Regions from separate parts of the Mus musculus genome. Here region 1 is linked to region 2. The links are chromatin contacts, called in public promoter capture Hi-C maps. All regions are on one chromosome and are shown on one strand. Each heading gives the region's core, a stretch centred on a gene start, on an enhancer-like site or on the middle of the called end of the contact. The rest is flanking DNA. Distances are from core to core; before and after follow the strand shown.

What was found. Promoter capture Hi-C pulls out the DNA fragments that hold promoters and counts their contacts.
Region 1: a promoter capture Hi-C map of hippocampal neurons shows a contact between it and region 2, with 7 times the contacts expected there. The contact joins the promoter of Prmt8 here to the promoter of Cracr2a in region 2. A contact is called at or near these places in 9 of 39 promoter capture datasets (the 3T3-L1 cell line, 3T3-L1-derived adipocytes, cranial neural crest and 6 more), 1 of 15 datasets of contacts at CTCF or cohesin (the NIH/3T3 cell line), 3 of 484 Hi-C or Micro-C datasets (cerebral cortex, embryonic stem cells and nephron progenitors) and 6 of 115 datasets of contacts at active chromatin or transcription factors (embryonic forebrain, embryonic hindbrain, embryonic midbrain and 3 more).

Annotation. Positions count from the first base shown.
Region 1 is chr6:127,766,682-127,772,697 of GRCm38.p6, reverse strand. Prmt8 (protein arginine N-methyltransferase 8) reads left to right here and starts at 3,539. Exons shown (of 10, transcript NM_201371.2): 1 at 3,539-4,025. The coding sequence starts at 3,951.
Region 2 is chr6:127,558,116-127,563,534 of GRCm38.p6, reverse strand. Cracr2a (calcium release activated channel regulator 2A) reads right to left here and starts at 2,199. Exons shown (of 19, transcript NM_001368877.1): 1 at 2,114-2,199.

The sequences.
Region 1 (6,016 bases), core at 2,290-4,789, 210 kb before region 2:
CAGAACATGCCTGCAGTTCCAGCACCATGGAAGCAAAGGAAGAGCCCATCTGGACCACATAGAGAGACCCTATCTCAAAAACCCAGGGCTGAGACTGTGGCTTAGTGGTAGAGTGCCGATCTAGCACCTCCTCTGGCTGGAACTCAGCACTGGAGGAAAACATGAAGGTATGTGTGCTAGAGGCAGATCTTCCAATAGTGGGGTAGCCCCTGTGGTGGGAAGGATCTTTTCTGTACCTCAGAGACCATCTACAGTTCCTGTCCTCAAATATCTGTGAATGTTTGTCCTAAACATGGCACTCCACTAGAATTAAACTCTTAAAAACTCTTGATGCCCTGATCCCCGAAGGAGGAAACCAAACGTTGGTGTGTTTAAATCTCCCAGGTGGTTCTGTCATGCAGCCAAGGTTGAGAGCCATTGTCCTGTTCTTTAAGCTGATTTACCTTCTCCTAGAGTTGTATATGGAGTCAGGCAACCCGGACTTCCATCTTGACTGTATTCTGAGGGCAGTATTTTTTGAGTTTTGTCTGTTTGGGGGAATCTTCTCTGTGTTGTGTTCATGGAGAACACAAAATCTCAAAAAGTAGCCAAAAGGACAGCAACTGGAACGGTGTGCAGATGCAGACTGCAGCAGGCGGAAAGCCCTCTGTGAAGCTGGACTCAGGCTACAGGACGAGTCACAGCAAATGTTCGCATAATATTTGTACTCTTGCCATCGGGTCAGCCTTGTTCAGAGCCCATTAAGTGTGCCATTCAACACAGCCTGTTCCGTTGAAGGCCTAGTGCAAGGGGAACGAGCTAATGGATCTTGGGGACCACTTGGCCACAGGACACATCAAACGCACACCATGACAAATGCTGAACCCCTTTATCATCCTCTGTCTTCGCACTTGTCACTAAACTCTCTCCAACAGCCTTCCATTCTGCCCTTCACAGTCACGGTGATGAAAGATTGAGAACTTGTCACAGTCTGATGTGTTCTGTCGCCTTGTTAAGCCCAGTTCCTGCTATGAACGAAGCACTAAAAGATGCCCAGTGAGGATCATGTGGATTAATTGAGATAATTAATTAAGCTAACTTGATAAGAGAATATTCTGATACTCATGCAAAAGAGACAGAAAAGGGCTGGCTTCTAATAGTCCTACTGTGTGTTTTTCATACATCATGGATTTTTCACAATCCCGGGAGGTGAGTCTTCAGGTAATTCTTGTATGTTTGTATGGGCATACATGTGTGTGTGTGTGTGTGTGTGCGCGCGCGTGCGCGCACGTGCACATGGAGGCCTGAGCCTCTACATTTTTACCTGCAACATTCAAGAGTAACACGGCTCCCCAAACTCTACCTTTCAATGATTTGTGAGTTTGTAATTAGGTGGGTGCACAGCAGGGACCAAATCTCAGATCCAAGAGTGTTCGAGGAGGGTCGGAGCATCACCTGTGATAGGTCACCATGCTTTCCTCAGGTCGCTGCAGAGCAACCTTAGTGGCCTAGATACCTCTGTGCCCCAGGCTGCCTTTGAGTTGGCATAGCAAACTCTTGCTGTAAAAACACAGCTCTCCATGTCCCTTTCCCATTCCAACAGGAGCTGTGTCTGTACTTGGGGAGAAGCCAAGCACAGTAAAAAGATTTCAACAGAGAACTGAGGAAACACCCCCACTGAGGTTCTCATAGCAACATAATCACGCACAACAGCAGCCTATTTCGGTGGGAGCCTGTTTCAGCTCCCCTCCTCCCCTGTTAGTCACAGAATGGATGAACAAGCAGAAGGAGTGTGGGGTGGGGACAGGGTTGGGTTGGAAGTCAAGAGGCTGGGGAGCTGGTTTACTGAAGCTCCTGCAGCTTGTCGAGGGACCTTAGACAATTGCCCCCTTCTCTTTCATCCGGAGTCCTTACCTGTAAGAGGACTGGACCAACGTGTGGGTGGGGAATCTTGCTATTCTAGTCTTATTTGATTGCATACGTACTAAGCCTCTTTTGATCCAGCATCTCAGAGCCTTATCTGAGAGAAGACGAGTAGGGGAAGAAAAGCAGGAGGTAAAAGTCATTTTTTAGATGCAGTTATGTCCCCTCCTCCATACTGTGTGTGGCAGGATGGCAGGATGGCAGGATGGGAGTGAAGAAGGATCAGGCATTGCCAAAGACTGCTCATTCATGCCCAACTCGAATTCAGGTCTGTGGTTTGAGAAGGTTGAGGGGAATTTACTCTTGTTTTGGGATTATCAGTGCGGTTAACCCAAGCTTCTTGCTATATTTTCTTTAATCCTTCTCATCTCCCTCCTCTTCCCGTTTTTTACTCCTCACCTCTGCTCACGGCCATGTCTCTTCTCTTTGCCTGAGGATCTTGGTCTGATAGAAGTATCTATCACCGTGAGCCGAGCTGGGTTTTGGCCCTTTTCCTCAATGAACCTGGGTTAGTTGAGGACAGTCACTCTTACACTTCTTGGCTATCAAAGGCTATGATCAGACTAAACAGGGCGATTGGTTTAAATAACTCAACTAAGGACTGAGATGAAGCGGGAAGAAAGCTCCTGGCACATCTGTGCGGTCCCTGACCTTGACCTGTGGGCCAGAAAGCCTGAAGGTTCAGCTTTCCCGGAGATAGCCAGCTACAGAGTCCTGAGTATGGCCTCCCTCCCCCATTGTTCTATCCCTCAATGCCTGACAGATGGCCCGAAAGAGAGAAAAAAAGCTCTCAAAGTGAAGACAGGAATGCATTGTATAAAAATTCACACCCCCCGCTGCCGCCCAAACTCTCCCTTAAAAAAGGATCGAGAGAATCCTAATGGGTACGTGACATCCTCACGGCTCTCTCCCATAAAAGGGACGTCAGGAGAGGGTGAAGGTGGGGGAGGGGCTGTAGGGGAGGGGGAGAGATGTGTGTCCCCCCGGGAGTGGGGGCTGACAGGCTAGACAGGGGTAGGGGAGCTAGACCGCGGACCCTTTTATTGATTTGTTCCTGGTTGTTTTCCCAAGCCACCTCAGGCAGCCACCTTCACTTCAACCCGGTCCTCCTGAGAGGGGTTTGAAGGCCTTCTGGTCTTGGGTCCTGAGGGTGAAGAAAAGCTAGATAGAGAGGACCTAGAGTTGAAGGAGTTGAGGACTTCCCCCTCCCATCCAGACACCCACCCTGTTCATGCCCCAAACAGTAATCCGCGCAGGAAGGATCCAGGAATCGACCGGGTGGGGGGGCTGGGGAGGGGTGAGGGGCGTAGACATTTGGTAACCGTGGCTGAGTCTTGTCCGGTGCTTGCCCTCGTTAGAAGGACTTGCACTGGGCTGAGACCCTCCAGCAGCCTCGTGGACGCCTGCTTCCCGGAGCCTGGCGCGCGGCCCCGCAGCGTGCGCGCAGCCCTAGCCCCCGCGCCAGGTGTGCGCCGCGCCAGGAGCGCAGCGGAGCGCAGGCGGCCCCCAGACCCCGCGGTCCCGGGCACGGGGGCGGGCTGGGGGTCTCCGCCGTCAGCGCCCCGCCACCCGCTCGCTCCCGCGCACCTCCCACCCCGCCCCCACTCACCGGCTCAGCCCCCGGGAGCGCCGAGCAGGACGCGTGTTGCTTCGCCCAGCGATCGGCAGAAGTTGGGAGAGTTGCCGTCCGCCTCCCGCCTGCCGGACTTCGGAGCCGCTGCCTCTGCCGGCGAGCCCGCGGGGCCGCCTCCCTCCCTCCCGCCCAGCCCGCCGCGCAGGGGAGAGGGGCGCGGAGGGGGTCGTGAGCGCGACCAGAACTTGCAAGTGTGCGAAGGGATGCGAGGCAGATGAAGAGCGAGGAAACGTGAACAAAGTGGCGACCGCAGGAGGGACTCCACAGAGCTCGATTGTCGCGGAGGACGCTCCGGGAGAGGGGCTGGCTGGGATTTTTTCCCCCCTCCTCTTGCATTCTTAGGCTCTCTTTTAAAGCCACATCAGCCGTCTCTCGTTCTTTACTATCTCGAATCCCCAAACCCTTGTTGGCTCTTATGGGCATGAAACACTCCTCCCGCTGCCTGCTCCTCCGGAGGAAAATGGCGGAGAATGCAGTCGAAAGCACCGAGGTAAGGAGGCGACCGGGCCGGGGTTTTCAGCGACCCTGCCTCCCACTGGGACCCCTGTGTGCCGCCGCTGCTTGCTGCCACCACCAACGCCGTGGTGCCAAACTTTCCCCATCCCGCTTGTCCCTGCCGAGAGAGAGAGAGAGAGAGAGAGAGAGAGAGAGAGAGAGAGAGAGAGAGAGAGAAGTGTAGGAGTGTGTGTGGGGGGCGACGGTGCACGTCTCAGTTCCTTTCCCCCTTGAAAATCTAAATTTTCAGCCCCATCACCCTCTCCTGCCACCCTCTGCTCCCTTCCTGTTCCCCTAAGTCCCAAACCTTGGGCAGCCCGGCTCCCCTGCCCCTGTGCACAGGATTCCGATAGTGATCCCGGATCCCGGCTTTACGAAGAGCTGGAGTGGGTTATATTAGGGCCAGGTTTGCTCCCTGCAGTGCACCGATTATCTCCCACCGCTACCTGGGCTTTACCCTTCAAGCTCGAGGTGGTCCCCAAGCTATGGGTCCCTGCAACACCGCGGAGAGCTCCCGGCCTTAGGGGGCCGACCTGGTGGCAGTACTAAGCACCTGCACCTGACCTCCCCCGCAGTCCCCAGTCCACAGCTGGGCCGGAGGTCTGCAGTCCTAGGGTGCTTAAGGCGCCGAGGGAGAGCGGAACCCTGGGAGGGCGCACCGACCGCGGCCCCATTCAGCACCAGGGACAGCGCCCGCGCCTGCCGCAGCTTAGCCCGCACAAGCAGCGGGGGTTGTGCGCCCTGGGCTGCAGCGCGAAACCGGTCTGCGGCCACTTGTCCCGCAGCAGCTTTTAAGGAGGCCGCTCTAGCTCCGCAAATGATACTCTTGCCCTCCGTCTTCGGCAGTCCTTACGGCCGCCCCGTATCTGCCCTTTCTCTACTCCGGAGTTGGCCTTGAGCTGCAGAGAGCCCAGCGGGTCTTTGCGTCCCGAGCAAGTGTGTTCTTTCGCCTCGCTCTGACCCAGCTGTCATCACAATGGGATTTTTCCCTGGTTTTGGGCACCTGTAGTCATGGAGGGGATCGGCATGGGCAGCCCCCTTACCTTCACAGAGGAACTGTGCGCCGAGGTGGGGGTGGAGTGGGGCGTGTGTGTGATCATCCCTTATTCGGTGGCAGGAAAAAGACACAGAGCAAACTCCGGGGCTCTATTAATAGCCCAGTGTCTGGTGGGGCTGCCGTACATTTCACATACGGTAACCCATATGCAGCGTGGGGCTGAGATGGGGGTGTGGCGCGGAGACTGTCCAGGCCTTGCGGGAAAGCAAAAACAACGTGAAGACCTTTCCCGGCCTTCTTTCCTAGAGGTCACAACTCATTCCCCGCCTCACGGTATAGGCAGCAAAGCTTAAGAATACCCATTCCTTGGACACTAGAGGCAGCATGCTTCTGGCAACTGTCGATTTTGAAACAAACACGATCTGGGGCTGGAAGATGAGGGGCATACAGCAGTTAATGTCTTCTCCTTGAGTTAGGGCAAAGCCATTCTGCATGTCGTTCCTTGGACCATCCTCTTCCCCACCCCAACCTGGGAGCAGAGTCTTTGAAACCGAGTAATAGCACCAGACGCTCAGCATTCCCCTCCCCCTCCGCCCTCTGATCGCCCACCCGCGGAACAGGTTTCTAAAAATAGCTTGGAGTCTCAAGGCCGCGCACTGGTGAAGTGTTGGGCCAGCCAGCTTGTAGCAGTCCCTGCAACCCAGTAGCTATAGCTCTTCCCTGCTTTTTCCCTATCCCACCTCATCTTCACTTGTCTTAAAAAAAAATAGAAAATAAAAATAAAAAAAGTTTTCGTGGGTCCTCGTCCACAATCACCCGGACTGGCGTGTGGGGTCTAGTGCAGACCCGGGCCACGTTCCGCAGTGTGCAGTGGCGGCTGCGGCTCTCTCCACCTCGGTGAGGGTTAAAGGCGTCCGGAGCAGGCAGAGCGACGCGCGACAGGCTATTTTTACTCGCTTCCCCCGCTGCTCTGAGCTCCCCCTTCTCAG
Region 2 (5,419 bases), core at 950-3,449:
CCAGATTTCTCTTTCTCTCTTTCTCTCTCTCTCTCCCCCCCTCCCTCTCCCTCTCCCCCTTCTCCCTCTCCCTCCCTCTCCCTCCTCCCTCTCTCTCCATTTAAGCATTCCACAGCATGTGCATGGACAGAGGACAAATTTCAGTAGTGAGTTCTCTCCTTCCACCATGTGGCTTCCAGAATGGAGTTCAGGTCACCAGACACAACAGACATCACACGCCTTCGCCTGTGGGGCCATCTCACAAGCTCTTCCCTCCTCCTCTTAAGTCCTGACACTTGGTTACTGACTTATATAGTCACTGGAGGTCTTAGATCCCTGTCCCCCACATAATTGCTGTGTGAACTTGGAAAAGCCACCTAACCTTTCTGACTCTAGGTTCTTCCTCTACAGTATGGGGTCAATAATGATCACAGAGGAATTACTGTTGTAATTATTAAACGTGGCTCTAGAATCCGCAACTACAACTGTCACCCACCCACCTACCAAGCTCTTTGTACAGCATCTCTGGTGCCACCCCTCACTCTGCATTCCACCCAGCCCTGCTCAAGCGTACACAGTCACCTTCCCAGGTCTCTTGCAGCCTCGAGCATGGGTGGCTTCCACCTCTGTCACAGATGTTGTAGGCTTCTGAGCCCCGTTCCAACAGAAGCCATCATGGTACCCCAGGACTGACCCTAATGCTCAGACTCCCTGGTCAAACATTCAAGGCCCTCTTGCCCTCTGCCCCAGGCACTGCCCCTTAATGCATCGAGCCTGCCATTACATCCCCTGGTTCTTCAGCACAACTTCAAGAGGTGTCCCTCCAAGAGCATCCACACTTAGCTTCTTCCTCAAGATCTGAAGGCCACATCTGGCTTGTCATGCCTGCCCCGCTCCTTCCAGAAGGAACAGCACCACCTCCTCCAGACCCCCCGAGCATCGCAGTGTAATATTTCAGAAAAGCCAAGGGACCTCTGGGTCACACCTCTTTATTTTTTAATTTCTTTTTTTTTTTTTTTAGCATCCCCAGACAAAACATTGTAGGGTAGCTTTCATAGACGACTATTATCCATAAGGACATGCATATTCATTCCTCCTAAAGAGGGCCATGAACCTGACCCCTCAAACTGAACTCTGACTTTGTGTGGACACACTGTCCTGGCTGCACACCCCTTTGCCTGCATCACTGATAACACTACTTCTTATGTACCAGCTTCTTCCAGAAATAAGGGACTCACCACCTTATGCGATGTGCCAATCAGGTTCTACCTCTTGGCCTGTCACCTTTGTAGACAGCCACTCATTGACACTTTCTGCCTTCTGAAGTCAAAGGCTAATACAGTAGGGATCCCTGGTTTCCTCCACAGAGGCAAACTGGGCAGGTTCCCTTTAGGGGTTGTGTGGTTAGTGGGAAGACGTGTGGATTGTGAGACTTTCCTGAAATCAAGGGTAGACATCACTGTGCTCTGGTACACAATTATGTGGTACACACGTATGTGCTTACACACAATACACACGCGCACACACACACACACACACACACACACACACACACACACACCACATCTGGGACAGATACAGCACAAGGTCATTGAGTCATACAGCCAGATCACAGGACAAATGGGGATCAGGAGGAAGCTACACCCCAGGATCCCTCCACCTCATCTCTCCCTCTGCTCTGGGAAGTTTTTGGTCTTTTTTTTTTTTTTTTTTTTTTTTTTTAACTGTCTCTCTGAGTTTATTTCCCTGTGAGGTAGCAATTCTTACCCCTGTGCTGGGCCCACGTGCCAGCGGCTCCCAGCAGCTCCCCCTGCTGTCCAGCAGTGTGAATTTCTAGTCACTTCACCAATAAAGTCTTAGTTTCCTCTGTAAAACAGTCTGGGTGTGACTGAAGGGTCCGAGGGGATGGGGGCTCTTTCTAAACCCTGGTGCTCCTAAGCTTTTATAGTCCCTTTTAGGGTGCAGGGCAGAGGGCCTAACCAGGCCTGGGGAAGCCAAGGCTGGGATGCTTGTCCCAGGGTGCATGCAGTCCAGGCCAGCCTCTCCTTGTGTTTTGCTGGTCTGCAGGAAGTGCGTTCTCTGCTGCCCAGCAGAGGGTTTGGGGCGAAGCCTCCCAAGACCTTCCTCCGATTACCTGCAGGGGCGTCCAGTGCGGCTGTCCGAGTTGTCCCCCTGCCTTCTGACTCGCAGCTGTCAGGAATTCGCCGGCCAGCCGGATCTGGTCCGCTGTCCCCGCCTCCGGCTGCATGGCTGGTCCAGCCCCAGCAGCGCCCCACTGCGCGCGCTCCAGGATCTACACCATACCGTGGTGTCCCAGCTTAGCGAAGCAACTTGTGACTGACTACTAAAGCCTGCAGTCTGGGTGGCGAGGGCGGGGCCGTCGCTGACTGGAGCCCAAGACTTCCTGTGCCCCCTCTTTGCTGGTCTTTGCCTTAGAGGACCCTTGCTCAATGAGCCAAGGGAGTCTGTCTCCAGAGCCTCTCTTTGCACTAAAAGCCAGGCACCAGTCTGGGCTTTGTGGACCTGCTAGAGAGAACTCATTCACCCTGAAAAACCGGCTTCAGCTGCTCTCTTTGCACTTAGAAACCAAGGGGATTTTGTTCTTGATGCTTGTCTGATCTTATGTATTCTAGGGTGGGCAGGAATGCGTGCTCAATTAAAGTCCATGCAACACGTGCCTTTAAACAAAGTATTCAATAAATCTTCAAAAACTTCCATGCTTGAAGATAGCCCTTCAGCCGAGTCCACTGCTCCCTACCAAGCTGTAAGCTCATCTTCCAGTTTCGCCACTCGACCCTCAAACATACAGCTCTGCACCAAAGCTGCTACCTGTTGCAAATACCAGGTGCCTTTTCTGGCTGCTAAGACCTCTATCTTTACCCAGAATTCCCCTCTTTCTTCTTTTCCCGTTGGAAACCTACCCATCCAGGCTCCATGAAATATCAGTTTAGGGACCTTTCCCCAAACACTGCCCCTCAGCAGAAGGTCTGTCCTCCTCTGGCAAGTTTATCTATTAGCCATCGCCCCCATACACACACACCCTACACACATAGAAACACACTCTAAACCCAGATCACAAAGAGACACCCACACTCATTGGTACCAATTACTACAATGTATCCTTTCTGCTTGCAGCCGGCCAGTGGCTAGTTCACCATCCCACCCCACCGCAGGAGCCTCAGAAGGGGCCAATATCCTCTCATTCCTTCCCTCAGCGTCTCCTCCTCTGTGCCCTGGTTTTCCCTTCTCAGTCCTGGAGAAGGCTTGCTTGTGTCAGCCCCCAGAGTTGGAATGGAACAAGATGACACATAAGCTTGAGACCCAGCCAGCTAGGTAGCAAATCTGGGTCTCTAGGATGTGTCAGATGGATCGCTCACCTTTCTCAATCAGCTAAACTAAGAAAAGAGGCATTTTCATCACCACCGCCCAAGACAAGGAGGGACGGCAGGACTCATCTTGATGCAAAGCCACTTCATCTCCGTTCTACAGAGGAGAAAACGGAGACCAGAGACACCAAGTCAGAGGCACCTAAGGTCATGGCCATGGTCATTCTCATAACTACTGCCTCTTCCTTCTCAGGCTCCAGCTGGCTTCCATGCCTACAACCACCTCATGGGATGGCAGTCATTTGCCTCTCACTGCTTCATGAGCTATTAATCAGTTAATTGGTCAAGGTATTAGCAGTCAAGAGCCCAGACTGAAGCCCACAGATGTGAGCTCTATCTTGGCAGCTACAGCCTTGGCAAGTTATTGAACCTCTTGTCAGTGCATGGCTAAGGATTCTTGTGTCATAGAAGTTCTAACCCTAGACCTAAGGCTCGGGAAACATCACAGAGGGAAGGGGGGGGGGCATTGTAAGATCCAGAAGACCAGAGTGTCTGCTGCAAGATAGTGTCTTCTATATTTGACAGGGATCTGCACCTATGAAATCTTAACACTAACACTATAGTCACCCAAACAAGACTGCACAATGACATCAATTGATCCCAACACGGAAGTGGGAAATCTCACAAGGCCCCAAGGCAATGAATGGCTGTGGAGATAAAGAAAATGAGACTTCTTCAAGGACAAAGTTATCCACCTGTTAGGTTATCCAACACCAAGTGGTCAGCCCTAAACACACAAACATGTAAGCAACAATAACTGAACGCAGCAGGTCATATTTATATGCACATTGGTGTGTATGGGTGTGTGCATGTATACAACATCAAAGAAGAGGAGGTCATAGCATTGGGAGGGGGCTTGGGGGACATGAAAAGAGTTGGGGGAGGAAGAGAGTGGGGTGGGAATGATGTAAATATAGTCCCCCTGTATGAAACTCTAAAAGTAAAATCAAAATAAACGTTACAGAGGGATGTTTTAAGGATGCTGGCAAATGTGTCTTTTAGGAGGAGTTAGAATGGAAAGTGGCACATTAGACAATGCCAAGTGCTCCTGTGGTCACGGTCAGACATCATCTCTCAGGTGGAATAACAGAATAAGTGAGAATGGCTGTGATCAGTTGATGCCGTCTAGGGCTGCAGGAACATATTCACTTTTCTCTACCAATTCAAGAATTAACAAACAATTAACAAGGTGACACACCCAACCTTGAATAGAAGAAAGATAAGAACCCTTGATTACTTGCTCTCCATGACTATATGGCCTTCATAATCCTAGGCTGACTAACTTCAACCTTCTTTATTCTTGACTGGGTATTCTTATGTGCCGGCTACCATTCTAACTCCTCCGAAAAGACTCTTGCAGAGTCCCAGCTGAACCACCATACAACACCCAACATCAGGAAAATTGAAGTCCCTTATTGGGGTTTTAGTCTCATCACTAAGACAATGAGAACAGTTTATAACCTGTAATAGAAAAACTCCAGAAAGGTAAGCTATAAATACTGCAGCTGCCCAGAAGAAGAAAATGGAGAAGGACAGCCACCATACTGGTCAGCTAAATAAGCAGCCCATTGCAGGGAGGGGAACTTTAGGGGAAAAAAGGGCATTGAAGCCCAAAGCCTTCTCAGAGTTAAAGGCATCCTCAGCCTCTGCCAGCATCTGAATGAAAGACACAGAAGGGAAGAAAAGGAAACCATGAACCCTTTCTGAGTTGGACTTAGAAGCCCAGGCCGAGCCAGCCAAATGAACTTCAAACTGACTTAGTTAGAAGGGACTATACTGAGGGCTGGGAATTCTGGGAAGGAAAAAAACACATTATCTTATGGTGAGACCACCTTCCTAGGGGTAGTCTCCTAACCAGGTCTCTGACTTGTCCCGATGCCTTAGCCTTTAAGGGAGGACACAGGGGTGCATCTCCACCTAGAGGCAGACTACATTCTTTATGTAGAACTGTCTGACATAATGTTGCTTCCTGTCTCTATGATTCTGTGTCTAATGGCCGTCATTTGGTCCATCCCAACATGTAGACACTTCGGGACAAAATGCTGTGCCTTTAA